2 separate regions of the Mus musculus genome follow, and region 1 is linked to region 2. The links are chromatin contacts, called in public promoter capture Hi-C maps. All regions are on one chromosome and are shown on one strand. Each heading gives the region's core, a stretch centred on a gene start, on an enhancer-like site or on the middle of the called end of the contact. The rest is flanking DNA. Distances are from core to core; before and after follow the strand shown.

The links. Capture Hi-C pulls out chosen DNA fragments and counts their contacts.
Region 1: a promoter capture Hi-C map of adipose tissue shows a contact between it and region 2. The contact joins two enhancer-like sites. A contact is called at or near these places in 1 of 39 promoter capture datasets (pre-B cells), 9 of 484 Hi-C or Micro-C datasets (the Ba/F3 cell line, the C2C12 cell line, bone marrow-derived macrophages and 4 more), 2 of 115 datasets of contacts at active chromatin or transcription factors (bone marrow-derived dendritic cells and embryonic stem cells) and 2 of 9 other capture datasets (adipose tissue and embryonic stem cells).

What each region holds. Positions count from the first base shown.
Region 1 is chr6:122,792,866-122,798,773 of GRCm38.p6, forward strand. It overlaps a transcript of Slc2a3 not described here and the pseudogene Gm4482. Among named protein-coding and RNA genes, the nearest start is that of Foxj2, 24 kb to the right of the region's middle. Within about 2 kb of position 2,531, at least 60 of the 459 cell types and tissues checked have an H3K27ac peak or open chromatin away from gene starts, as enhancers often do. A contact at or near this core is called in adipose tissue, where this site is marked.
Region 2 is chr6:122,504,217-122,510,273 of GRCm38.p6, forward strand. No RefSeq gene overlaps it. Among named protein-coding and RNA genes, the nearest start is that of Mfap5, 6.3 kb to the right of the region's middle. Within about 2 kb of position 4,440, at least 22 of the 459 cell types and tissues checked have an H3K27ac peak or open chromatin away from gene starts, as enhancers often do. A contact at or near this core is called in adipose tissue, where this site is marked.

The DNA.
Region 1 (5,908 bases), core at 1,281-3,780, 290 kb after region 2:
GATCTGTTCCAGGTCCCTTCCTCGTTGCACATCCCGGAGAACTCTTCGAGACAGCCTAACATCAGAGTCTGTGTCCACAAAGAGGCGCAGGTGGAACATGTCCCGGATCTCCCGGGTGTAGAATACCAAGATGCCCTCGAACAGAACCACATCAGCTGGGTAGACCACAGTGGTCTCTGGTAACCTTGAGTGGGTCACAAAATCATAGGTAGGGACCTCGACAGTTTTGCCTTCAACAATGTTTTTCAGGGTCTTGTGCATCAGATCATTATCAAAAGCATCTGGGTGGTCAAAATTGTACTGTCCCTTCAAAGCCTTGGCCTTCTGCTCGGCCGTCAGAACCTTGTAGAAGCAATCCTGGCTCAGGATGACCAACTTGCGCTGCCGGCGGTCCACTTCGTTCTGTCCCAGCAGCTCCATGATCTTCTCACACACTGTTGACTTGCCACTAGCGGTGCCGCCCCCCCCCCCCCCCCCCCCCCCGCCGAAGCCATATCCGGAGCAACGGACATACATTCACCGACTCTGCCCGCTCCCGCCGGGACATAGTCCCTCCCTTTTCTCTTGATTCATCTTGAACTCTTGAGTTTTTGCCCTTTATGCTAGGATGATATTGGACATGATTTCAACTAGTATTGGGCATTGTTAAAATGGTCTTGTCAAAAGTAAAACCAGGGCAAGTGAGATAACCGTGTCACCAGCATTAGCTACTCTGTGGGTTCTTCTTTCTTTCACCCTTCTCCACCCTTTCAACCCCTAACTTTAGATAGAAGAGAAAAAAAAAAAGGAGAGAAAGGAAAGGGGGTGACTTTATTATTAGATTATTTCCTGCTGATTAGGACTGTTGAGTTTCTTGGGGCAAGTTTGATCTTCACTGTCAGGATATCTAATTTTTTTATTGTTTCCTCTTTGTGCACCACTATGTAATAAACCTCAATCAACAACAACAAACAGCAACTAACCACCAATCAATAACCCACCCTAACTACCAACTCAACAACCAACTCCCCACTGTCTTTGGGTCCTAGCATCTATATACCTTCTGAAAAGTCCCGAGAATTCCAAATGTCACATAACTGAAGAAAGTGTTTGCCTCTGGCAAAATCACACCCCTGCTAGAGGACTGGGCAAATCACATTCAGCCGCTGTGAACAACCTGAAGCAGCCCCATGTCCCATACCTGGGATCAAAGTGAATACATACTCATAATATTTCTCTCCCTTCCTTCCTTCCTTCCTTCCTTCCTTCCTTCCTTCCTTCCTTCCTTCCTTCCTTCCTCCTCCCTCCCTCCCTCCATCCCTCCCTTCTTTTCTTTTTTAAAAAAAATGTATTTATTTACAAATACAGTGTTCTCCCTGCATGTATACTGGTGTACCAGAAGAGGGCACTAGATCTCATTACAGATGGTTGTGAGCCACCATGTGTTCGCTGGGAATTGAACTCAGGACCTCTGGAAGAGTCGTACTCTTAACCTCTGCACCATCTCTCCAGCCCCTATTTCTGTGTTTTTCAAAGACACCAAAATTCCTAAATACTCACTACAGCTCATCTGATAAAGATGCCTGTTACTAAACCTGTTTTTAATTACTAGCAATATCACCAATAAAACTTAATTTTTACCAAATTTTAGAGGACTTTTTTTGTTTACATCTATATTGCTATAAACTTAATAGATATGTACTTCCTTTAGAATAAAACAAGAATTAGGGGCTGGAGAGATGGCTCAGCTGTTAAGAGCACTGACCGCTCTTCCAGAGGTCCTGAGTTCAATTTCCAGCAACCACATGGTGGCTCACAAACATCTGTAATGGGGAGCAGGTGTCCTCTTCTGGTGTGTCTGAAGACACAAACATCTGTATTGGGGAGCTGGTGTCCTCCTCTGGTGTGTCTGAAGACAGTGACAGTGTACTCACATACATGAAATCAATCAATCAATCTTAAAAAAAGAAGAGGCTGAAAAACAAAAACAAAACCCCCCCAAGAATTGGGAGGACACGGTGGCACATACTAGTCATCTCAACATTGTGGACTGAGGCAGGAAGATAGAAATTTGAGGCCAACCTGAGCTATATAATATCCTGTCATAAACAAACATAAATGATGTATGATACCCTTATATAATAAGGGTGGTATAGTCAAGAAGCCTACAAATAAGAAAGCGTAGCATATGCTTTCTTTATCTTTCTGAGACCAGGTAGCATAAGCTAGCCTTGGACTTGCTTGTTACCCATGGTAACCTACAATTTTTGAAATGGAAAACAGAGTAACCCCTTGTCTCAAATAGTAAGGCTCAGCTATTCAATAAACAGGGTGAGGTTGAGCCATGCCCATGATCTGCAGTAGGGAGAGCTGGGTGGGGAGTTGGGGTGGGCAGGGTCCAGAGCAGCCATGCTTTTGGTTGGTGAAGAAAACAAACACGTTAAAAAGGGAACTCATTCGGAAAGTTCATGGCACTGCCTTCCTGGCCTGTCTGCCCTAGTACAGCTAGTGGTCATTGAACACCCACTCTTTTCTGTGGCACTGCCTGACCAGTAAACAAAGCACTCCTCCCCCTGGCACCAATGCCAACTTGCTGTAGAACCCAGACTTAATCATCACCCTGTGCCCTGCCAGCTCTTCTGGATCTCACTGGCACAGACAAACCCGGTTTCTCTCGCCAGGGGAATTGATGTACTGTTTGTATCATAAATTCCAGGCACTGATTTTTCCTCCAGCCCTTGGCTTCTCAGTTTCTGTGACTAGATTTAGTTTCTGCCTCTCAAATCCTGTAAGTGAGCCCTGTCTGATCATCCAGGAGCACTCGCTGTAGGGTAAATTCCCCTGGCTCTGTGCAGCGCAGCTGTTTCTTCCAGCTTGAGGCATTCCTTTCTGGAAGGAGAGAGGGGGCTGCAAGCTTGCCAAGAGGAGGCCAAGGAAGCTCCCTGAGGTAGGTTAAGCAACTGCTGGCAGGGGTTGGGGTGAGGGTAGAGGGTGGTGAGCTGAGTGAGGGACCTGCCTGCAAGTTGTGGAGGGAACTCCAACGATGAATCTCACCCACCCCTATGAGCTTCTTTTGATGACGAAGCTGCTGCCTTTGAGTCACCCGTAGGCAGATAAGTCATTCCCTATCCATATTCTGGTTAAGTTACAGTTGGATCAGATTGAATCAATTCTTTGGTCTGTCATCAGTACCCTACCTGGGGTGAATAAATAGGTGTCCATGTCTACCTAAGAAAAGTCATACAATATATTTAATAGAGGCATAGTAGGAAAAAAAAGATCACTTATCTCACTTCTGTAGTTTATGTACTTATGTGACTGAGATTGGCCCCTATGCAAGGACAACATGCAAATGTGTGAAGAACCAAAATATGATATAAAAAATGATATAAAAATAAAAGGGAGACTTGGAGGGACAGAGAAAGACAAAGGATAAGGGGAGGAGGGAATATTACCAAATGATTTAAGAACAGTACATACACCTATGGAAATACATATATTACAAATAGTATATGCTAGCAATGATACAAAAAGAATGGCTGACTGATTTTCTCAGTTTGAAAAGCACGCCAAAGGAGACAATGTTTCTCTAAGGCCAACCATTAAAGTCAAAACAAGATACAAGGGGAAAAAAATGCTCAGTAGAGTGCCACAAGGCTTCAATGCCAGCACTCAGGAGGCAGAGGCATGGGGATCTCTGCGAGTTTGAGGCCAGCCTGGTTTACAGAGTGAACTCCAGGACAGCCAGGGCTAAGGAGAAAACCCTGTCTACAAACAAACAAACAAACAAACATACCAGCAAATTCCCAGAGAACAGCTTTATGCAAAGTCCTTCCCAGAAATAACCATGTGTTCCCTGCCTTTAGGTAACATGCACCAACCATCAGAGGGTGTCTGCCCTCCCCTAACCCATTCCAAAAGGCTGAGCCTCACGTATTACCTTCCGTGGACATTTTATCACGGTGCTTTGCAAGTAACATGCCTAAGTTGCACACCAGAGAGGCTCCTGAAAGAATGGTGGTGGTTGTACGCATTCATAATTCATAGATTCTCCACTGCTTTTCATATCTATGGCACCATGGTTCTGTTCAAGATTTCCTCATAAACACAGTGTGCAACCCTTAACAAGAGTTACAGATGCTGTTACAGTGCTGAGCTCGAGTATTTTATCATTCTTGTTACTTTGAATAACGCACACTGAAACTACGAAGTGGGCCAGCAAAGTGGCTCAGAAGGTAGAGGGACCTGCCACTACACCAGATGACTCCTCCTCCAGCCTCTGCCCAGGCACCTTGGTACCCAAACATGGGTGTGTACACACACGAACACACACAATAATGTAATTTTTAAAAGTAAAAACACTGTGAATGGCAAATGTAATGGTGGGGTGATTGCCCAGTATTAAGAAGCCCTGTGTTCAGCTGCTAGCACTCCTTCCTATAAGCAGGCCTAGTGGCCTAGGCCTGGATGTGGAGGCTGGAGGACCAGAAAAAGTTCAAGGTCAATCTTGACTGCATAGAAACTTTGGGGCGTATCTTGGACACCCAAGACTCTGCCTTAGATAGACAGACAGACAGACAGACAGAAAGAAAGAAAGAAAGAAAGAAAGAAAGAAAGAAAGGAAGGAAGGAAGGAAGAAAGGCTGGAGATGCTGGCATACACCGTTAATCCCAGCATCTGAGAGGCAGAGGCAGTTGTGGGTTGGAGGCCAGCCTGGTCTATATAGGGAAGTTCTAGGCTAGCCATGGCTACATAGAGAGACCTTGACCCCCAAAATCTCAAAAAAAATGTGGGAACATGTTAAGCCTGTTGACTGAAGCAGTGATGGGCTCTCCTGTCATCATTTATATGTTTTTAATTATCAAGACAAAAGGCGTTCACGAAGGTGGTAAATATGGAGATTATCAACAGTAGCACAACAATTTGATACCAGTCTGACATTAATCTTAATACTCACATTATGTTTGCTGCTCTCCATCTCTCTATTGTAGCAAGACTTGATCCTTCTTCAAATTTCTCTTCAAGGCACAGCTTCCTGTAAATTGCAATTGGTCATTAGTTATTTAGTTATTCATTCTATCTAATTAAGTTTCCTGAAAGAAGAGCTCGTGAGTTATCTCCTAGACAAATGGGCACTGTGACACCGGAGGTGAGTTTTCATACATTCTAATGATACATTAGAATAACTTGGGCTGGAGAGATGGCTCTGTGGGTAAGAACACTGCCTGTTCTTCCAGAGGTTCAATTCCCAGCAACTACATGGTGGCTCACAACCATCTGTAATGGGATCTGGCGCCCTCTTCTGGTGTGTCTGAAGACAGCTACAGTGTACTCATACATAAAATAAATAAATCTTAAAAAAAAAAAAAATTTCTGGGAACCTTGTTCAATCGCCAGAGATTGTGGAGGGGCTAACAAGTGAAGGGTACTGGATGAAGGAAAGAAAAAGATGGTTAAATATGCTAAAAAAAACAAACAAACAAAAAAAACAAAACAAAAAAAACCTCTAGATTTTGAGCCATTACATGTCACCAACTGGCAGTTTCTCCATCTGCAAAATGGACAGGAAGTGAGCTAGGTGACCTTGCTGGCACCAATTCTGCCATTTTCTTCTTTTTTTTATGGTTTATGTTACTTTTTATGTAGATTAGAGTCTTGCCTTTATGTATGCATGTTTACGGTATAGATGCTCAGTGCCCAGGGAGGTCACAAGAAAGTGCAAAGGTGTCAGATCCAGAACCGGAATTACCATGGATGGTTGTGAGCCACCATGGGGTGCTGGGAACTGAACTTAGGTCCTCTGCAAGAGCAGCCAGTGCTCCAACCACTGAGCCGTCTCTCTACCATCACAAATTCTGTAATTTAATACAGCTTATTCATCATGTAAGAATTACAGTATTTGAAGAGTTACAACTGAAGACCTCAGAAT
Region 2 (6,057 bases), core at 3,190-5,689:
GGCAGTGCCTTGAAGGCCAGAAGAGGCATGCCCTGGGGTTGGAGCTGTGGATGGTGGTATGTCTGAGCTTAAATTCCAGAACTCCCAATGACACTGTGTGCTGGGAGCTGAGCCTGGCTCCTTCAGAAGCCCAGCCAGCCCTCTTCACGGCTCCAGCCTCTGGAGGTCTCGCTTTCCTAAGGGAATCTCCATAACTAACGTCTTCTATGTGGTATATTGCCAGCTTTATCAGAACTGCTTACAGTTTTTCATATTGTTGAGAGTTTGGGAGTTGGTGGGTTGATCAGTTTTATGTTGCTTTCTTTGAGACTGGATCTGAGTGGCCTAGAACCTAGTGATCCTCTTGTTTCATTGTCCCGAGTGCTAGGATTCTAAGCGATCATTATCTTATCTAGCTAAATTGTATGTCTTACACGAAATGATTCTGCAACCTCACTGACAAAATTCCTTTGCTTCTAATATAGCAGTTGCCTAACCTCTCCACTCCTTTTGGTCTGTTGGCTTCTTACCACTTCACACATTAGCTACTTATTCCACTTGTGATCTCCCCACATCGTCTCAAATCACTGCTTCCCTGAGACATTAACCTCTACCCTCTGCATTTGCCTAAGACTTTGAGTATTTGAAGTAAGCATTGCAAGCCTCCAGCTCAGTTTAATTCAGTCAGGGCTCGAGCCCTCAGGTGCCAGCTATTATGTCAGCCAGGAATGAGTAAGGTTGCCATCCAGGGACTCTCAACCTAATGGAGATTCGAGATAAGGGAAAGAATTTAATGAAAAGGAGGAGGTTTTATAAATAAACAAAGTTAGCTGGGTAGAAACACAGAGGGGACCAGAAATGGTTTTGGGGGATGGGACAGCCTAGGCTAAGCTTTGATGGACAAAAAAAATCTGTAACCCAGGTTTTCTGAGGACATATGTGTGCTGGCACCTAATTCTAACCTTACATTGGACTCTTACTTCATGGCTGGACACACACCACTCCCCCTCCTTCCCCTCTACCCCGCCTCGTATAATTTGTCTGTCTTTCCCTGCCTTTTAAGGGAATTTTTTTGTGTGTATTTAGCCCCTGGATTTAATTTCACTGGATCGGACTGTAGTAATGTTTCTGTACATTTGCCCAGTGACCCTCTGCTAATGGGTGTATTCTTTATAGGCCAATAAACAAAGGAATAAAGCCAGCTTTCGGGCCAACTCCCATCTCTGCCTCCTTTTTCTCTCTTTGCGTTTCACCCATCCTCAGTGGTACTCTCTTTAAATGAAACATTTCCTGAGTGACTCAAATAGACGTTGCCTCTATTAAGCCATAGTTACATTGGCCAGTCCATCCAATGGAGGGTTCGTTTTACTGGAAAATGTTCTTTCCCAGACAGAGAGCCAGCCAGTGTGGGATGGAAGGATGATCTGATGTCCAAAGATTTCTTCCCCAGGGCCAGAGAGAACCTCAGAGCAGTCTAGGCTTACATGGGGTGTGGTGGCATGTGACAGTAATTCTAGCACTTGGAAAGCTGAGGCAGGAGGGTCCTGAGTGCCAGGCTAACCTGGGCTCAGCAATAAAATTAGTCTCAAAAGAGACAACAACAACAAAAAGCTTATTCCTGTTGTAACCTCACACCAGCAATCTGTTCAGATTTCCAGGTGCAAGAAGACGATGGTTGCCCCAGAGAAGCAGCCTCGTCAAGGTGAACCAGGCTTCTAAGTCACCAAGCAAGACTGCAGTACAGGTTACTGGAGTTGATTCTGTTTCTGGGCAGGGAGGGTTTCCGGTGGGTCTGTGTGTGAGGATTACCCATCACACACATGTATGAGGTCCAGATGCACAGGTACACATCTGGGATGAGATGCACATCTCCAAACCCTGGTAGTTTATTACCAGAAACCTGTGGTTTAATCGTCTAAGAAGGAAATCAAAGATAGCTCCCCTGCTTCCCACTCCCAGAAACCCCGAACGCTTAGGAAATCCTAGTGCCCCCTTCTGCTCACTACCATAAATGCTACTGGGAAGCCTACGACCAGATGCAGAGTCACGTCTCTAATATAATGGGGATTTCTCTGTTGTAGCCCAGACTAACTTTAAATTCATTGTGATTCTTCTGGCTCACCATGGCTTCCAGTTGGCTATATCTCGTTAGGAATATGGAATTTTAAGATGACAAAGAGACATGCCACAGTGAGATGACTCAGTGGGTAGGAGCCACATGATCTGATATCGATCCCTGGAATAGACTAGAAGGAGACACACTCTGTGTCACAGCATACTTGCACTCACACACACATGATGCACAGTCACACACATGATGCTCACTTGGGACACACACACTCCCTAGATACCATTCACTCATTGCTGGTCATTGCTGCTAATTCTGACTTTAGATAACCAAGGGATGGGGATTTAGCTCACTGGTAGATTCCGTGCCTAACGAGGATTCAGTCCTGAGCTCTGAAAAAGGAGAGGCAAAATTATCCTTAAAAAAGGGGTGGGGGGGCTGGAGAGATGGCTCAGTGGTTAAGAGCACTGACTGCTCCTCCGAAGGTCCTGAGTTCAAATTCCAGCAACCTCATGGTGGCTCACAACCATCTGTAATGAGATCTGACGCCCTCTTATGGAGTGTTTGAAGACAGCTACAGTGTACTCATATATAATAAATAGATAAAATTTTTAAAAGTTTCTGAAGGGGCCCGAGAAATGATTCAGTGGTTAACTAAGGTCCTGGATTCAATTCCCAGCACCCACACGGTGGCTCACAACCGTCTGTAACCCCAGTTCAACAGACTATGAAACCCTTTTCTGGCCTTGCCAGGTACTAGGTACACACCAGGTACACAGGCTAACACACAAACAAAACACCCATACATGCAAATTTTTTAAAAAGTAACAACAAAAAACATTGAAATAAACAAACAAAAAACTCATAGCAACTGACTTGAAGTAACCAAACGACACATTGGTAGTATAATAAAACAACGAACTTGACGCTCCCAAACCTGGAGATAAAACCTTGGGCCTTGAAAACAAATGAAAAAGAGGGGTAACCAGGAAGAAAGAAGAAAGGGGGTTACCAGAAAGTAATGAAACTAGCTTAAAACTGGATTTTTGTATTTTTAGTAATTTTGTTTTTTTTTTTTTTTTGGTTTTTTTTTTTTTAACTGAGACAGAGTTCTGTTATGGAGTACAGGCATAAACTGGATATTTGTTTGGATATTTGTTTGTTTTGTTGTTAAGATAGGGTCACACTATATATAATGCTGATTAGCCTTGCCTGGGACTCCCTAAACATGTAGACCACCCACAATGTCCCCAAACCCTCCAAAATCCACCTGCATCACTTCATCAGTGCTGGGATCAAAGGCTCAAGACAAAATGGACTAAAAAATGCCTTAGAGTCAGGCAGTGGTGGCCCATGCCTTCAGTCTCAGCACTTGGGAGGCAGAGGCAGGCGGATTTCTGAGTTCAAGGACAGTCTGGTCTACAGAGTGAGTTCCAGGACAGCCAGGGCTACACAGAGAAATCCTGTCTCAAAAAAACAAAAAACAAAAAACAAAAAACAGACAAACAAACAACCCTTAGAATTGGGTATGGTGGCCCAGGACCTAGAACTCTGCAGGCAGAGGCAGGTGGACCTTGGTGGGCTTGAGGCCAACATGGACTTCAATATGGTCCCAGGACACCCAGGTCAACATAATGATGAGAGACCATGACTCAAAAAAAGGTTTTTTTAAAGATTTGTTTCTTTATTTATTATATGTGTGTACACTGTAGCTGTCTTCAGATACTCCAGAAGAGGGCGTCAGATCTCATTACGGATGGTTGTTGTAAGCCACCATGTGGTTGCTGGGATTTAAACTCAGGACCTTTGGAAGAGCAGTTGGTGCTCTTACCCACTGAGCCATCTCACCAGCCCCAAAAATTGGTTTTTTTAATGTGTGTGTGTGTGTGTGTGTGTGTGTGTGTGTGTGTAGGTGTGTGTGTGTAGGTGTGTGTGTGTGTGTGTGTAGGTGTGTTCGAGTGCATGTATATACAGGAGCACAGAAGTGTGTGCATATATGGGAGAGAACAACTTTCAGGAGTTGTTCGTGTGCTTTCAGGATCTGGGTCCTAGGATCTACCTGAGGTCTTCAGACATGGCAGCACATGCCCTTCGTGCCTTATCCTCTCACCAGCCCACAAACTAGATCCCCAGATGTCTATTCAGCCAAACAGCATATGGTGCTTTCAGATCTTCTTTCTCCCTTGCCCACCTCTCCTATCTCCTAAGGTGCTCACTCCTCTTTGGGAGCCCTCTCTCACAGCCTTGTTCTGAACATTTTGTTCTTGTTTTCACTGCCCCCGCCTCAGACTTCCTTCAGGGACCTGGGGACGGCACCCCCTCCTACAGTCTGGGGAGGCTCTCCTCAACTGTTGCCTCTGGGTAGGCCAGCATACTGAGGTCATCGCCGGCTCCGCCAGATGATTGGCTTGGGTTCAGTTTTCTCATCTGTCTGAGGGGAAACAGGATTGTTCACTGGGCTCTGCGCAACGCCTTAGATCTGTTTTGCATCTACTCCCATTTCTTCCTCATCCACACCTCTTCCTTCCTGACTTTCCCCAGACCAGAATCACTTCTGTTGTCCAGCCTCTGCCATGTATGGAGTAGCGAAAAGGAACTCCAGACAGGGCCACCAGCAAGAACTGGGTCTAATAGGCAGGTTTGCTGGAGGCACTAAATCTGGGTGGTTTCTTAACTCTCTAGGGAGTATGAGGGGGCTTATGGAGTGTGTCAGCATTTTCTCCTGATTATTTTGGTTGTTTCCCTTCCTCCCTACTAGGCTGACCCACCCATCTCCTCCCCTCCCTTTCACATTTATTCCTTCTTCCCTCCTAGGCTGTCTCTGCACTCCCCTCTCACTAGCTCATCAAAGAAGTCATAATGTGCACACAGAGGACTGTCAGTGACATTATAGCAGGGTTACTACTTCTGTAATGGCACACCATGACCAAAAAGCAAGTTGGGGAGAAAAGTGTTTATTTGGCTAGGATTTCCAGATCATAATCCATCATTGGAGGAAGTCAGGACAGGAATTCAATCGGGGCTGGAACCTGGAGGTATGAGCTGATACAGAGGCCATGGAGGGGTGCTGCTTACTGGCTTGCTTCCCATGGCTTGCTCAGCCAGCTTTCTTATAGAATCCAGGGCCACCAACCCAGGGGTGGCATCACCCACAATAGGCTGGACTTGTTGCGGGCCAACCAGCAGCTCGAGAGGAATGGTTCAACTGAGATGGCAGCTCGGGCTGAAAGAGAGGAACTAAACAGACAGAAGAAAGAACGGAGCCAAGTCAAAACCAACTCTGATCAAAGCTCAATTTTACTATATCAACACGCAGTTATGAAGGAGGGGAAGGGGGGAGCCGATTCCTGCCAAATAGTCCTGGGGACCAGTAGCAGGGTGACCACGTGTATGGCTCCGAACAGCAAAGCAGCAGGTTCTAGCAGTGGGTGTGGCAGAACAATTGAGCAGCAAGCTCCATCCAGGTGTAAACAGTGGAACCATTAAGGCTGGCGGGAGGGGAGACTACATGGACTCTCCCCCATCAATCACACTAATTGAGAAAGTGCCCTTCAGCTAGATCTCATGAAAGCATTTCTTCAACTGAGGCTCCTTTCTCTTTAATGACTCTTGATTGTTTCAAGTTGACACACAAAACCTGCCAGTATGTCAAGTTTATCCATAATTGGTGTGCTTAAGAACTTTCTTGATGACAGGAGTGTTTTAGACAAGGTTTCTATTGCCCCGATGAAACACAGTAGCCAAAGGCAACTGGGAGAAGAAACGGTTTATTCCAGGCTACACTTCAGATAATAAAAAGTTCATCACTGAAGGAGACAGGGCAGCTACTCAGGCAAGGCCGGAACGTCAAGACAAGAGCTGATGCAGAAGCCATAGAGGAGTGCTGCTTACTGGCTTACTCAATCTGCTTTCTTATAGCACCCAGGATCACCAGCCCAGCGGTGGCACTATCTTCAATAGGCTGGACCCTTCCACTAAGAAAACGCACTACATAGACTTGCCTAGTGGTG